2 separate regions of the Mus musculus genome follow, and region 2 is linked to region 1. The links are chromatin contacts, called in public promoter capture Hi-C maps. All regions are on one chromosome and are shown on one strand. The core of a region is the stretch at or near the end of the contact, and the rest is flanking DNA. Distances in the headings are between cores, read along the strand shown.

Evidence for each region. Promoter capture Hi-C pulls out the DNA fragments that hold promoters and counts their contacts.
Region 2: a contact with region 1 is called in a promoter capture Hi-C map of hippocampal neurons, with 4 times the contacts expected there. A contact is called at or near these places in 7 of 39 promoter capture datasets (cranial neural crest, hippocampal neurons, liver and 4 more) and 2 of 130 datasets of targeted methods (astrocytes and pancreatic cancer cells).

The regions. Positions count from the first base shown.
Region 1 is chr19:9,131,298-9,139,090 of GRCm38.p6, reverse strand. It overlaps Asrgl1 (asparaginase like 1), which reads left to right and starts at 3,525. Exons shown (of 7, transcript NM_025610.3): 1 at 3,525-3,576; 2 at 4,104-4,304. The coding sequence starts at 3,537.
Region 2 is chr19:7,608,763-7,616,555 of GRCm38.p6, reverse strand. It overlaps Plaat5 (phospholipase A and acyltransferase 5), which reads right to left and starts at 4,019. Exons shown (of 6, transcript NM_025731.3): 1 at 3,726-4,019; 2 at 3,133-3,226; 3 at 1,913-2,021. The coding sequence starts at 3,873.

The sequences.
Region 1 (7,793 bases), core at 2,276-4,775:
TGGCAGCATCTAGGCAGACACAGTGCAGGAGGAACTAAAAGTTCTACATCTTCATCTGAAGGCTGCTAGCAGAATACTCCCTTCCAGGCAGCTAGGGTGAGGGCTTATAGCAGACACAGTGACATACCTACTCCAACAGGGTCACACCTTCTAATCGTGCCACTGCTTTGGCTGAGCATATACAAACCATCACACTTGGCGTTATGTTGTTTAGCAGCTTTAAATGCTTGGGATAAAGTTGAAGAATCAGGAAAGAGATATTAGTCATTTACTAGAATTATGCAAGGCCCAAAAGAAACTCTCAATGGTTTTTTTGCAAAGATTGATTTCAGCAGTAAATAGATTAATATCAGAATCAGAAGTTAGAAAAATACTGATTGGAACTTTGGCTTTTGAAAATGCTACTTCAGAATGAAAAAGAGAGATTAAACCTTTAAAGGAAAGAGCAGTACCAATATAGGAATGGGTTAGAAATACAGCTGATACTGGATCTCAAGTTTATGATGCTAATCTGATAAGAGAAGTAATTTCTAAGTTTTATGAAAAATAAAAATGGCAGATGTTTTAGTTATCATAAGCAGGGTCGTTTGAAAAGGAATTGTAGGCAAAGCATTCCTAGAAACAATGTGGTTTTGGGGGTTTTTTTGGGGGGGTGGGTTTTGGGTTTTGGGTTTTTATTTTTGGCTCTTTTAGGAATAATCCAAAAAGAAGGTCTCAACCTTCAGGAGTATATAGAAATTGTGGCAAAGGCCAGCACTGGACTAACAAATGCAGATCAACAAGGGATAAGCAAAGTAACCCTTGGCCATCAAGGACATGCACAAGAGGGCCTCTCGAAGACCCTGATATAAAATTTGATTTAATCATTCCCTCTCAGCATCAGAGAAACTCAGCCACAGAGCAATTAAAAGATTTAATGCCTATTGTTTAAAACAACACTTCTCTGGGTAATCAAGGTCAAAACACCTTTAGTGGCTAAAACAAAAAATTCAGGAGAGATCAAAAGCAAGTGTTTTGGCAAACTACTATAAATGATCAGAGACCTAAGCTGAAAATACAAATAAATGGCATTGAAATTGAAGGCTTAGTAGACATGGGAGCAGATGTATCAATAATTTCACCAAAATCTTGACATCCAGATTGGCCTTTTCAGGGGGTAAATGTTAGAACTTTATCTCAGGTGAAACAAAGATGGATGGAGTGTATAGGGCCAGAAGGATAAATAGATAAATTAAAGTCATGTGTGGCTACTATAGCCAAGAATTTATAAAAGTGTGATTTACTGAAGCAATGGAAAACACAGATTAACATTCCTCCAAACTCAGAAATAAACCATAAAATAAAGAATGCTTCTGAGAAGAGTATTGTAAAATATTATCAAGAACAGTCACAGTCTGTCCAGGTTGTCAATAAGCAGGACAGGAATATAAGAATTACAATGATTCAAATTTTTAAAGCGGCTTGGGAAAGACAGGCTGAAATTCAAAATGAAAGTCTTCTATGGTCTAAAAATAAATACATGTAAACTTTGAATATATATAGAGGGAGTAGGAGAAATAGGTGTATTTATCCATTAAGGTATATTTAGTTTCAAGTTTTCAAAAGAATTTCTTATTTCAATTGAAATGTATTTTTTTCTATTACCAGAAAGCATTTTACCCTAGAAAAGATATAACCTGCAAAAAAAAAAAAAAAAAAAAAAAAAAGGAAGGGAGAAAGTCCAGGCCTGTCCTCTCTCCTGCTCAGTCATTGGCTGGTCAACTCTTATTGACAAATCAGAGACTAAATGGGGAGCAATGCTTATGCAACACTGAAGCAGAAGATACTTAGAATAAGCATTACAATGCCCTGTCTGGATTGCAACTAGATATGGGGACAGAGAAATCAGCTTTTGAATAATAGAAGGATAATCTTTACACGGTATACAATAAAAATTATGCCTACAAGGTTCAACTACATAGTAAGTTTGAGGCCAGAGTGTAATGTATGAGACCATCTCAATTTCTTTTTAACTAGAGCAAATTCAAACTCCTCTCTATAGCAGAGCCACTCTTAGAGCCTCACATTCTGATGTAAAGTCTCTCGAAGAAAGAGAAAGGGGTGAAGATATCACTAGTGGGAAAGCATAGAATACTGTGGAAGGAGGTGGACAGGCAACCAAGACTGGGTAATACCAGACCTGATGCTCTGGTTTCCAGAATCAAAGGCTGGTCCCTTCTCCAACATCTCTTTTGCATATGATCTTTCTTCAAGCAGAAATCTCTAATTATGTAGCAAATAAACACAATAAATGAAACCCACCCCAATGAGGACAAGACAAATCTACTCAAACCTTGCTAATGCAAAGGAACCAACCAGCCACTGGTTTTGGTAGAGACTCAGAAGCAGGCAAACGGGTAGGAAAGGGCTCTATGGGGAAACAGGCTGTGTCCTGTTTGGATGCTCTTGGCCTAGGGAAGCTAGGGATAGACTAACTAGAAAAGATGGCCCTTTGTGATGGTTAGGGGAATCAGATACAACTTTTCTCTAGTTGGTGGTAAGATGGAAACAAGAAAAAATATTAGGAAAATTGGCACTTACCCACCGGGTCCTGACCATTTGAAGCCATCTTTATTGAGGTTTATTGAGGTCTACAGAAGTAATGGTTGGGAAGTCTTACACAAGGTCAGCCCTTTTCATTAACATATGAGCCTGGGTTGCCCCACCTTAAAGAGAGAAGGACTTGCAAAATGAAAGTCTATCTTTGACACCAACTCATCTAGCCAATAAACAGTACAAAGCGATTGATAACGAAAATAAAATATTGCTTCAGTAAATTTAAAATTAGAAAACAAAGGTTGTGAGAAAAAAACAAACTCATAATTCAAGTAAAATTGCTTTACATAATAAAGCAGGGCATTCTTCCTAGGTGTCACTGCTACAGAAACCTGTAGATGTCACTGGCATCTGTTCTCCCTCTTTGACTATCAGAACAAAACTAGACTCTAGGATCCCTTTGGTGAATACGAAGTGTTTGGTCTTCTACCCCTGCCGCCACAACTGCTGGAAGCAAGGAAAGAAGAAATGTCAACAAAAAGAGGGCACTGAGAGATGAAAGGATTTAGAGCTGGCATCCCTAGACTTAGAGGAGGAGAGGAGCTGGGATTTCTGGGCTCTCAGAGTGTCTAATGAACAGAATCTGTCAAATTAGAGGCAGAGGTATACTTTATTTTCTTCTCTTCCGAAAGATTAAGATGGGGAACTTAAAGGGAAAAGGTTTTAATGTAGCATTCTAACTAGCAAGACTTAAGAGCATGCGATAATTTCAAGGCAAAGGAGACAAAGGGTCCCGCGTGCTACTAGGGAAGTAGAAAAGCAATGTTATTCTAGATCTGGAGTCCCGGAAGGCTGGTGCGCAGCGCTAGGGACCCCGGGGCTTTACGGTAACTCAGCAGCGCCCCGGGCCCCCACCCTCGTGCGCAAGCGCGGAACCGTTGCCTGCAGAGCGGTTGCAGGCGGAGCGGTTTGCTGCCTGGTGGCTTGGCCAGTTTGACATCATGGCGTGCGCCCGCGGCACCGTGGCGCCGCCAGTCCGAGGTATGGGAAAAGAAACAAGAACAAAAATGTAGGATTTACCAGAGACGAGGAGCTCAGGTCCGAAGGACGTGGGGAAGTCCAGTCCTCAGGGTACCCCGGACCCTAGGTGGAGTGAACTGGAACAGAGAGCACGGACCCCGGGAAACTGAGGCACAGAGAGATTCCTGGGAGGAGGGCTGGAGCTCTGATACATGCGACCTCAGTACTGGCGCCGAAATAGAGGCTGGTGTTCTCTGGGGAAACTGAGGCTGAGGGGTAGCGCTGTGGCACAAGCGCAGGCTCGGAGTCTTGACACCAGGCTTTCTGAGCCACAGATGCCCCTGCCAGGTCGGAGTGGGAGAGCATGGGGAGGAATGCTGGGAGGCTTGGGTCGCTTTGGGGTTTTGTAACAAAACTCTCACTGAGCGGGGGGGGGGGGGGGGGGGGGACGGACGACACTGAACGGAAACAACTTTGACGCTGCTGCTCACTTGAGTTGGTTCCCTTGGACCGGTACAAAATGACACTCGCCTCTTCCTGATGCCTAGCCTCCATCGATGTGAGTCTCGTGGTGGTAGTCCATGGTGGCGGAGCAAGCAACATCTCAGCCAACCGGAAAGAGCTGGTGCGCGAGGGCATCGCCAGAGCGGCAACCGAGGGCTACAAAATCCTCAAGGCGGGAGGGAGCGCGGTAGATGCTGTGGAAGGAGCCGTGACTGTCCTGGAAAACGACCCAGAGTTCAACGCAGGTAAATTATGCTTGCCAGGTGAATAATGCCAAATCGGAGCAAGTTCCTGTCCACACCGACGCGGTATCCTTCAGTCTGACTGGCTTTGTGGTCAAATAATACTCTAGAGCAAGATGCAGTGCTGAATTTCCTCATTTTGCACTAAGCAACTTGTTTTGAGAATTTTTTTTAAGTCTGTTAATTCGCCTTTTATATAGCCTGCCCCCTAAGAATTCAATACTAAAAGCCAGGCATCTTGTTGGAGAGCCCTCCATAGCCTGAAACCATCTTCAAGCCTCAGCCTTCCAAGTGCTGGCTTTACAGGTGTAGACTTTTGGTATTTGTGGGTCTTGAGGTAGACTCTACATACCATAAAATGTAGCCATTTCGGCTTTGAGACCTGTGTGTACATTCCCTCCCTCTACCCCTCTGCATCTGTGTGTTTTCTCTGCCTCCCCCAAATTAAGCTCAAAAATCTTGAAACAGATGCTGGGAGAATCTTTTATTATAATATCCGGTCCCTGCTAAACAGTAAAGTCACTAATCATCTTCTGACTAGAAAATTGACTCTGGATAGGTCTCTAGGTGGAGACTGATCATTTTACAGACCAAGCCCTAAGTGGGAATTTGAGATTTACAGCCCCTCTCATCTTCTAGAAAAGAAAAAGGGGCCCCCACAATGAAGCAATCCAAAAACTATCCCTGAATTTTGGGGATGGGAAAAACCTCCAAATTGGTGAGTATGGTCGTATGCCAGTCCCAGCTCCACAGCAAAAGTGGGCCCAATACCCAGCACCCTTCCAGACCCTGCCCGGTGTTTGTTCATCTCAGTGTTGAACTGCCTCCTTTATATGACACACTAGTAAGACATCTGAGTCTGTGAACTGCTCTAGAAAAGGAAGCCCTAGCAGGAGACTGGCTTGCAGTTGTCTGGCAGAAATTATAGAGAAGCTACTATTTAAAAATTGGCATCTGAAGTAAGGAAGCATTCTTGTGGGAGAAAACCCCTTAGTCTGATGTGGGATCAGACTCTTCAAGGCAGCTAGTGTCAGAAGGTCAGTGTCTGCCAGAGCATGATGTGGGGAGGGGACTCCCACATCACTGTCAGAAGGGAGGTGCTGAGAGAAGCCCCAAAGCTCTTTCCCACTCCTTCCTTCAGAAGAAATGAGTTTGTGTTTCCGAAAAGTCATAGAAATGCAATCAGAGTGAATTATTTTGTGTTTGGCCATGTTCTAGGAAAATAATTGTCATAATGTGTCTACAAGACCCAGGTAGCAGTGGTCTAAGAAATTCAAAAGACTGTACTCTCTAGTGCTGTAAAGTAAGCATAATTATTTTGTTTATCTATCAGAACACTGCTGATTAATTTACTGGGCAAACATTCATTTCTTTTGTTTTAAAATAGAAACCCTAAGATCTTAAGATTAAAATGCTTTTTAGAACTGTACCACCATCTGTCTTGGGGAAAAAAGTTTCAGGCTATCTTAACCAATTAACCATCACATATTTATTTTCCCAGAGGGTCTTAGCAGAGGCTGCTGAGATACTGGGATACCTCAGCTGGAAACAGCAGATGGGAAAGACAGTCCAGGCAGATATTCTGCTGTTACCAGTCCCACTTCGGCAGCTCAACCTCTTGACCTCCTTCTTTACAGCATCACTCATCTTTAGGCATCTGAAAGTGGGAGACAAGCAGAGAGACCGCCATGGGGAGCTGTTTTCTCTGTCTCCTAGCCTTTGTCAGGCACTCTGATACTTACTGAAAACTCTTGTAAGTTAATCTGTCTGTGGACTGAGGCATTTGAGTTCACTTTCAGGGTTGTTTCTAGACTTCCGGACAGACTACACTTCCAGAACCTTTCCTTGAAGAGGCTGGTTCGGTTAGGTCTCTGGTGACCTCTAACCTAAAAGGATCCCTCCTGTGACGGTCCATAGCCTAACAGGGTCCCTCCTCCACACTAGTTGAGGCAGTGCAGATCAGGGAACTTCTGCAGTTGCTCCCCAAGGTTGCCTCACTGTGGGTCTCCCACTTCCAGATGCCTAAAGATGAGTAGCCTGGACTCTGTCTTTTCCATCTGCTCTTTCCAGCTGTGGTCAGTAGAAACAGTATCCCAGTGGCCTCTGCTAAGATCGTTTGGGTAATTATTTGGAATCTTCAAAAACCTAACACTGGGTTCTGATAAGAGTTCCATGGCCCTAATTAGCATATATTAACCTTATCTTTGTGTGTGTGAAAATGTCATCTGTGTTTCTATTCATGTTTGAATGTGAACTTGGTTTTATATTCAGAACTTGTTCCTTAATACTTAGTTCATTGAAAAGTAACATTAAATAACACTGTAAAATTAAGCTTCTAAATGTCTATGCTAGATTTATTTTTATTTTTGTTTGTTTGATTGATTGATTGATTGATTGATTGATTGATTGATTGATTTGAGATGGAGTCTGGCATTTTCCATAGCTGGCCTCAAAACTCCTAAGGCTCAAATGATCTTCTCACCTCAGCCTCCTGAGTAGCTGGAACTACAGGCACAGGCCACCACACTCAACTTAAAAATATTCTTTAAAGATTAACATAAATGGGCAACTAACTAATTACCTTTTGCATTCACAGGAGTTAAGCTGTAATTACTAATACTTTACTTCTGCTACAATTTGGTTTGCTAACATGTCACAGCCTTTAAGATAACAAGATTGTTTTCCTTATCTGCTTTTTAATTCCTTGCAAGTAAAGGAATTTAATCTACAATAAAGATTAACTCAACATTTGTAAGTCCTTAACATCTATAAGATAAAAATCTTCCGTGGAAGCTCACACTGTAACTTTACTTCTCAGTGGTTCAGATCCTTTTTCTGACCTCTGAGGACACCGGCATGCATAAAGTGGACAGATAGACATACAGGCAAACACTCATACTCATAAAGTACAAATAAAAATACAAAACAAGGAATAGGCTGCTACATATTACAGGGCCAGAGTATTCCGTGAGTAAAGAAAGAGAGACACTGTTTTTTTCTACATATTTTTCCAATGATAAATGCAGAACATTGAAAATTGACATGCACTTTGAAGCACACAAAATTGTATTCATAACAAATTTATCTAAAATTTTTAGAAGCTAACCAACATGAAAATGTTTATGAATAGGGGCTAAGAATTGATTTTCTTGCTTTTGTTTTGAAACCTCCTGGTGATTCTGAGGTGTCATCAAATTCAGAAGTCTCTATCAGAGTCCCATACATTTGTTTTGTTTGTTTTTTAAGATTTATTATGTATTATTATTATATGTAAGTACACTGTAGCTGTCTTCAGACACACCAGAAGAGGGTGTCAGATCTCATTATGGATAGTTGTGAGCCACCATATGGTTGCTGGGATTTGAACTCAGGACCTTTGGAAGAGCAGTTGGTGCTCTTAACCACTGAGCCATCTCACCAGCCCCCATACAGTTTTAATGATGTTTTAATCCCATATATTTACATGCAAAAAGCTCTTCCTCCCAATGTATA
Region 2 (7,793 bases), core at 2,770-5,269, 1.5 Mb after region 1:
CACAAGTCTTTGCGATTGTTTCAGAGGGATCTTAAGTGTTCAAAGCAATAGCTTCCCTGTAGCTCCAGAGGCAGCAGGGACTTTCTGCCCCATAATACTTACTGAAAAACAAATCTGACTTGGCAAGCACTCCACTGAGGATGTTTGAATTGTGCAATATGAAGGTCTTATGAATATTCATAACTATTGCCAACTAGTGCTGTTCTGTGTTTATATAAATTCTTCCTTGGAAGTATCATTTGAACAGACCCCCAACACTGACAGAAATGTTTGCAGTACCCTGTGGAAGAGCCTTTAAGGAAAGCCAGAAATTCTCTTTGGTTGTGGCATTAGAGACACAAGCATTGGTCCTGTAAAAATGTTAGGATGACTGACATCTCTATAACCCAAAATAATTGATATACAGACCAATCACACACTTTTCTGCTATGTAATAAGAAAGGAAAACGTGTGGCTATTAGGATTCTTCTGCTAAAGAGACCATTTAAATGAAAGGATCACAAGGTCATAGTAAACTAGCCAGTGGTAGCTTACAGCTGAGGTCTCCAGCAGACCCCGAACTCCTCACTAAAGCCAAGGCTTAGAGAACCAGAAAACATGGCTCAGCCGGTAAAAGACATTGCAGCCAAATCTTAATTTGATCCTGGAATCCGCATGGTAGGTAAGGATCAACTTCTTCAAGCTGTCCTCTGCCCCCACCCCACCCCATGTGCCATATCCCCATACACAATCAATCAATCAATCAATCAGTGCAAAAAAATGTCTTAAAACTAGATACATGCACCATCTCTACAAAATGCAAACTAATCTACAACTGCCAGAAAGCAGACTGATCGCTGCCTGGAGATAGAGGCATGGGGGCAACAGGGAAGAGACGACAAGCAGGCATGTTCAGTGGTGACACATGCCTTTAATCCAAGCACTTGGGAGGCAGAGGCAGGCAGATCTCTGAGCTCGAGGCCAGCCTGGTCTACAGAGTGAGTTCCAGGACAGCCAGGGCTATACAGAGAAACCCTGTCTCAAAAAATAACAAACAAACAAAAAAATTAAAATTAAAAAAAAACATGCTTATGGATGTGTATGATGGCAAAGGGTTTCACACTTGAATACGTGTATCTGTGAGACCACAGACCCTCTTGCTGGCTCATGCACGTTCATTCTCCTCCCCCTACTCAAAAACCAGGCCGTGTGCCCCTGCAGCTCCCTTGTCTGAGACAGAGAGGTGATAAGAAACAGGTTGCTCTATGGCCTTGAAGCCCTTCACCAACCCCATCCCCTGGAGCTACAGGACAAATTCACGGTCCTACCTTGTGCCTGCCACCATGCCCTTAGGTACAGTGACATGGCCAAGATAGATCATGTGATATGATGCCTCCCCCCTCCACCACCCCACCACACACACACACACACACACACACACACACACACACACACACACACACACTTCCAAACCCTGTAAGAGTTAGAAACGCCTTTGCTCTCAGGATATGAAGGGTCAGCACTCTCTTCCTCCAAGGCCTGTGGCTGCTAAGACACTCTCTTTCTCCAGCTCTCCAGCTCTCCCGCTCCAAGGCCTGATGCTGCCCCCCCCCCCACATTGTGAAGCTCTCTCTCCTCCTAATAAAGGTCTTCTGAGGGAGCAGGGTAATCTCATGTCAGCTCCTTCCCAGGAACCTGCCATTTTTCTCTTTTCAGCTCTAACATAACAATATCAGAATGTGTCTAATTGCATATTTTAAAAATCTAGAATTTAAATATGGGCTAAATGTGCCTCAGGAAATCTACTTTAAAAAACACATAACCAATCTCTCATGTCGGTGCAGATATTTATTAGACGCAGAGTAAAACACGATGCAGTGAGCAATGACCAAGAAACTAAAACACTCATCCTATGGATTCCTGGGATACGCACCTCAACTGCTTGGTTTTTTTGTGTGCTTTCGATCTCTGAATTTGATGTTGGAATCAGCTCTGTCCTCTTCTTGCTGGGTGTGAGCTCCAAACTAGTTTCCGGCTTCTCTCTAGAAAATGGTTTTGCAATCACATTGTAAACATCGTTCCACGGCTGTTGGAAAGTCTGTGTGACTGAACAGATCTGTGCTTTTAAGACACCTTTCAGTTTTGTCATCGAAAGAGACACACACACCTGCAAACTTGACTCTATGAAGACATTCATTCGCCTTCATACAGTTCAACAGCTTCGCCCTGGTTGTCTCCAATTGCTTAAAACTGAGTGTGTAGGTGAGAAGTGTCACATTCAAAATGGAGTCCCTGGTCTCAAATTCAGACAAAAATGCAGCCATAGGGAGTGCTGGCATGCACTGCTGGCAAGAGCTACTTTGAGGAATCCCACAAGCCATAACTTTGCACAAAGAGCACCACGTCCTGCCACAATGTTGCTTCTCAGGGGACACCCCTGCCCAGCAATCATTCATCTTGGATTGGCATACCCTGCTGGTCCCTAAACACCCCTGTTATAATTAAACCTGTGGCCAAAGATGATTTATTCACAGCAACTTTAATTCTCCTCGATTCAACTCTAAATGTGTCTTCCTCTTCTCTATTCCTTGGAATGGGCTGCTGGTTTCCACAAGGTGTGTGCATTTTGCACTGGACTATGAACTTATTCTCAAATAAATTCTATTATTCATTCTCCCTTCCCCCTCTGGTCAGAGCTTTCTGATTATTTTCTAATTTGCACATTATTCTTTTCAAATCTCTATCAGTGAGTGATACACACTGATCTTAAAAGGAGAGAAGACGGTACATAATAGAGTATAATAAAATGCAAAACGCCTCAAACCTCCTCTCCTTGCCCCAACCTAATGCCCAGGCACAAACCTCCTAAATTTTTCACTGGTTTGTACTCCTACAAACTCACTCAACTTTGATGAGTCTGGAGAGTGGTCTTGTGGGTAAAAACTTCCACAAGATACGCCAACAGTCATCAGGTCTGCAGCCTAGTTCAATCTTACCCAGCAGGCGCTACTCACTAGTTTGTCCTTGGCAGAAACCATCTGGAGGAGGCAGGTTAGGGGGTGGGTATGGTGTTCTGCAGAACTAGCATCTAAATAAGATCTTCAAAAATGCTTCTGGTACCCAAAGCCCCAGTCCTCATAGTAAGACTCTTACCCCTGCTGAAAGCTTCGGGCCTGTTCTAATCGGCGGTCTTGCTTGAGTTGCTTCGGCAAGAACTGGACCAACAGCGCTTGAGAACTCGCTGAGTCTAGTTCAGGAGGGAAGGGGTGTGATTTAATACACAGCTGCCTTCTATGGGGGAAGGAGGGAGCCCCATGAAAGACCAACTCGAGTCAAAAGTGGGCTGCATGTTCTGATTTAGAATGGTGTCTAAAGCCAGGTGTGGTGGTGAATGCCTCTAATCCCACCACTCTGAAGGCAGAGAGGCAGACGCATTTCTGTGAGTTCCAGGCCAACCTGATCTACATAGTAAGAGTTTGCGGCCAGCCAGGGCTACATAGCAAAACCCTGTCTCAAAAAAAAATTATATCTGTGTGTGTGTGTGTGTGTGTGTGTGTGTGTGTGTGTGTGTGTATAAAATAAGAATTAGAACTGTGTCGGTTCCTGCTTTGCCCTCCATAAAATTTGTATGGGGGCTGTCTAGACGCAAGCAACTGCCAAACCATTTCTGGCAGGGGCCAACCGCTGGGAATTACCCTCAAAGATCTCGAGGGAGAGACCCTACTCCTGGGACTCCTGGGGCAGACCTGAGTGGGGTACAGTTGACTGTCCAGTTGCAGATTGGGTGTCACTTGACTCTGTACTTGAGGTCTTCGAGATCTGCGTGGGGCGTGGCCATGGGACCCTGGAAAGGCGGATCCCGAACTCCCCGCTGGCTGCTGGGCTCAGGCCCATCCCGCTGGGGCCAGCAGGGACAACGCGCCTGCAGGGAGGTGCGGACCAGGGTCCGCCTAGCCCCGGGATCATGGGCACTGGGGCCAGCGGGGCTGGAACGGAGGTGAGAGAGGTGGGGCGTCGCCTCCAGGGAGCGCGTGTCAAACGGCGGCGAGAGCGCGTGGGGCGGGACGCGCGGAATGAGGGCGCGCGCGGGAGCGGGTGGGGTGTGGGCCGCTGCAACTGTGCAGTAAGCGTATGCGTAGACACTGGCGCGGAGGAAGGCGCCCCAGCAACTCAACGGAAAGGCAGGCGCTCCACGCAGGAGTTAGGTCATTCATGAGTCACGCAAAGACGCGGTCCCAAAGTCCCAGAGGCAGCACCTGAGGCCGCTGGAGAAGTCGAGAGTTACTGACTAACCAAACACACCGAGGGCTTTGAGACCGGATTATAAAGGCTGGGAATTTCAATTTCTCTACACAGTGACATCCAGGCAAGCCTCCGCTAGCATGAGACACAAAAGCGAAACACGGGAGCTGGAGTGATGGCTAGGGTTCAGAGCATCTGTTGCTCTTGCAGAGAACTCAGACTAGGCTTCCAGCGCTCACCTGGCGACTCACAAAGGTCTATAAACCCAGTTCCAGAGAATCTGACGCCCTCTTCTGGCCTCCACTAGCTCTAGGCGTGCACATGGTATACAGACATATGTGGACAACACATATGCACATTAAATAAATCTTTTTGAAATGAAAGCCAAATAAATATACAATGTTTACACAAAGATGGGAACACACCCAGTACACAAGCCCCACCTACGTCCCCTGCTTTCCATCCATCTTCTCCCTCCTCCCTGAGTCTAATGTGTCCTTTGTCTCCACAGTCTAATGTGTCCTTTGTCTTTTCCTTAGTTTTTTACTATGGGACCTCGCTCTGCTGGGCAGGCAGGCCTTGAACTCCTGAGCTCAAGGGATCCCCATTTTCAGTCTCAGGACTGCGTACATACAGTGACTCTATCCACGCAAACTTGCACTCTACAAAGTCATGTACTTTCCATTTATGTGTTTGATGTGCTTTGGTCAACTTCACTATTCAAGTCTCCTTCCCTCAAAATCATCTCACCTCAATTTCTCTCCACATCCTTCACAGCCCCCCTCAGACATTCCTGGCCTTACAATTATTATTCCCAAAGTCCACGCATGACAGCATGCATGCTACTTGTCTTTCTGAGTCTGGCATAGTTTGATAAACATGATCCCCCTTTCCTTCCATGTTCCTACAAACAATGAAAAGTCCTTCTTTGCGGTTGAATAAAATACTTTCTCTAGCCATTGATATCCTCTTACCTTTTAACTATTTTTCCAAACCCCCTTTTGCAAACCTAATACCTTGGGGTTTTTTCATGATTGAAGCTTCATTTTTTTTTTAAAGATTTATTTATTTATTATATGTAAGTGCACTGTAGCTGTCTTCAGACACTCCAGAAGAGGGAGTCAGATCTCTTTACGGGTGGTTTTGAGCCACCATGTGGTTGCTGGGATTTGAACTCAGGACCTTTGGAAGAGCAGTCAGTGTTCTTAACCGCTGAGCCATCTCACCAGCCCTGAAGCTTCATTTTTAAAATGATGGCTGGCTTGAATATCTGTGTCCTTTCAAAATTCAGAGTGAAATTCTAACCCTAAGTAGGTTAAGTAGGTGAAAGACTTTGAGAACTTAGACCCCAAGGGCAAACTCCTCATGAATGGGACCTGTATCTTTATTTTAAAAAAACAAAAAGACCCCTACTGAGCTGGAAGCCTCCTTCACCACGTAGGTTATCTAGGCATTGCCATCTATGACCCTGAACACAGCTCTCATCAGATGCTGAATCTACTGGCACTGGTCCTGAGCATCCTAGCCTGGAGAACTTTGAGGCATTTTTGTTATCTACACGAGTCTTTGTTATAGATGCTACAATGGCTTGAATGAATGCTCAATGGGCTCAGATATTTGAACACTTATCCCTGGTTCATGGTTCTGCTTGGGGAGTGTGATGGCTGATCTTGGTTGCCAACTTGACTGCATCTGAAATCAGCTAAAACCCAGGCAGCTGACTCACCTGTGAGGGATTTATTTTTATTTGAGGTTCCACCCTAACTCTGGAACGGACTTTCTGATAACACACACACACACACACACACACACACACACACACTACAAAACATAGAAGAAGGAAGCTTCTGCTTTTTGCCTACTTGTCCTTACTCTCAGTGGCAGCAAGTTCATCTATCCTGCTGCTGCAGCATTCCTTCGGTAGTATTAGAACCTGAGTCTTCAAGATTCCAACAGAGACTAAAGACCAGCAGCTCTTCCGGGCTCCTTCTAGACTCCAAGCACCAGATCAAGACTGCAAAAATATCTACTCTGGAGGATTAACTGACTACTGGAGTCTTGGTCTTTCCATCATGAGACAGCCATCATAGGACTACTCATGGTATTTATTCATTCATTCAATCAGTTCTGTTCCTTTAAAGAACCCTGACTAATATAGGGAGGCTTAGGGTGTGTGGCCTTGCTGATTGTGGTGGGCTTTGAGAGAGAAAAGCCTGTGCCACTTGCAGTGTGTGCTCTGCTTGGTGGGCATGGTTGGGTACAAGCACTCAGTTTCCAGCTCCTGCCTCCACGTTTGCTGCTTGCTTCTATGCTTTCCCAACATCATGCACTCTTGTCCCTCTAGAATGTAAGGCCAAATAAGACACAACTTCTATAAGTTGCTGTAGTATTGGGTTTTGTCATGGCAACAGAAAAAAAAGCAACTAATACACTTAGCAAATGCACTGAGACAAATGCCACTATCATTTCTTCCAGCATTTCCTATGACTCGATCATGTGTAGGAGACAAAGAGGTCCTTGTGCCCTCAGATAAATACTAGGGAACCTTTAATGTTAAACATTAAATGTTACACATAGGATTGTTCCTTCAAAGGAAGAGATTTATAACCTGCTACCCATATGGTTAATAGCCTGGCGACGTTTGCAATATGTGGCTGAGACCACATCAGATCCTCTCCCCAGACTCTTATCACATGAGCTTGTTTTACTCAATCAAGCTATAAAATGCATCAAGGTATCACATGTACCTTACAAAGACTTTCTTTTTTCCCTAAGATTTATTATTTATATATATACACACACATGCATACATACACTGTAGCTGTCTTCAGACACACCAGATGAGGGCATCGAATCCCATTACAGATGGTGTGAGTGACAATGTGGTTGCTGGGAGTTGAACTCAGAACCTCTGGAAGAGCAGTCAGTGCTCTTAACCACTGAGCCATCTCTCCAGCCCTTACAAAGACTTTCAATGTGGTCATAGCCAATCTTTGTTTAGCTTACTTTATATTTTATTGTGCATTTTTACCAAATAGTGCTGTGCTTAAATTTGCCTAAAATAAACTACTCAGAGTCAGACTTGCAAAGTTTGAACCAACACTAGCTACTTAGAAGTGTTGGACGGAATTACCTTCTTGCTTCCTAAGGGTCATTACTCTGCTGCCTGTGGTGGTTACAGAGACCTATACACACCCTAATATTACTGTAGAGATTGTAAACTGTGTGTTCATACCATGATTTATTTATTGATCCAATGATAAAGCTACTGGGGTGGATAGGTTTGATTGTCTGCTTTTCTTCCCTTGACTGAAACAGGCACTGAAAAGGAACTGAATTGTGTCTTGGTATGCTCACACATGAGAGTCCATAAGACTTAATACCCTAGGGTGCATATAATGTTCAGCATATAATGCTCTAATATAAAAAACCAGGACCTTTTCTAACTGACAGTATCAATTTCATTTCTACCAGCAGTATGTTAGAGATCTAATTTATCTAATAGATATCTAATTTATAGCACACACAGCATACACTACACATAAATAAAAGTAATAATGAATGGATACCAC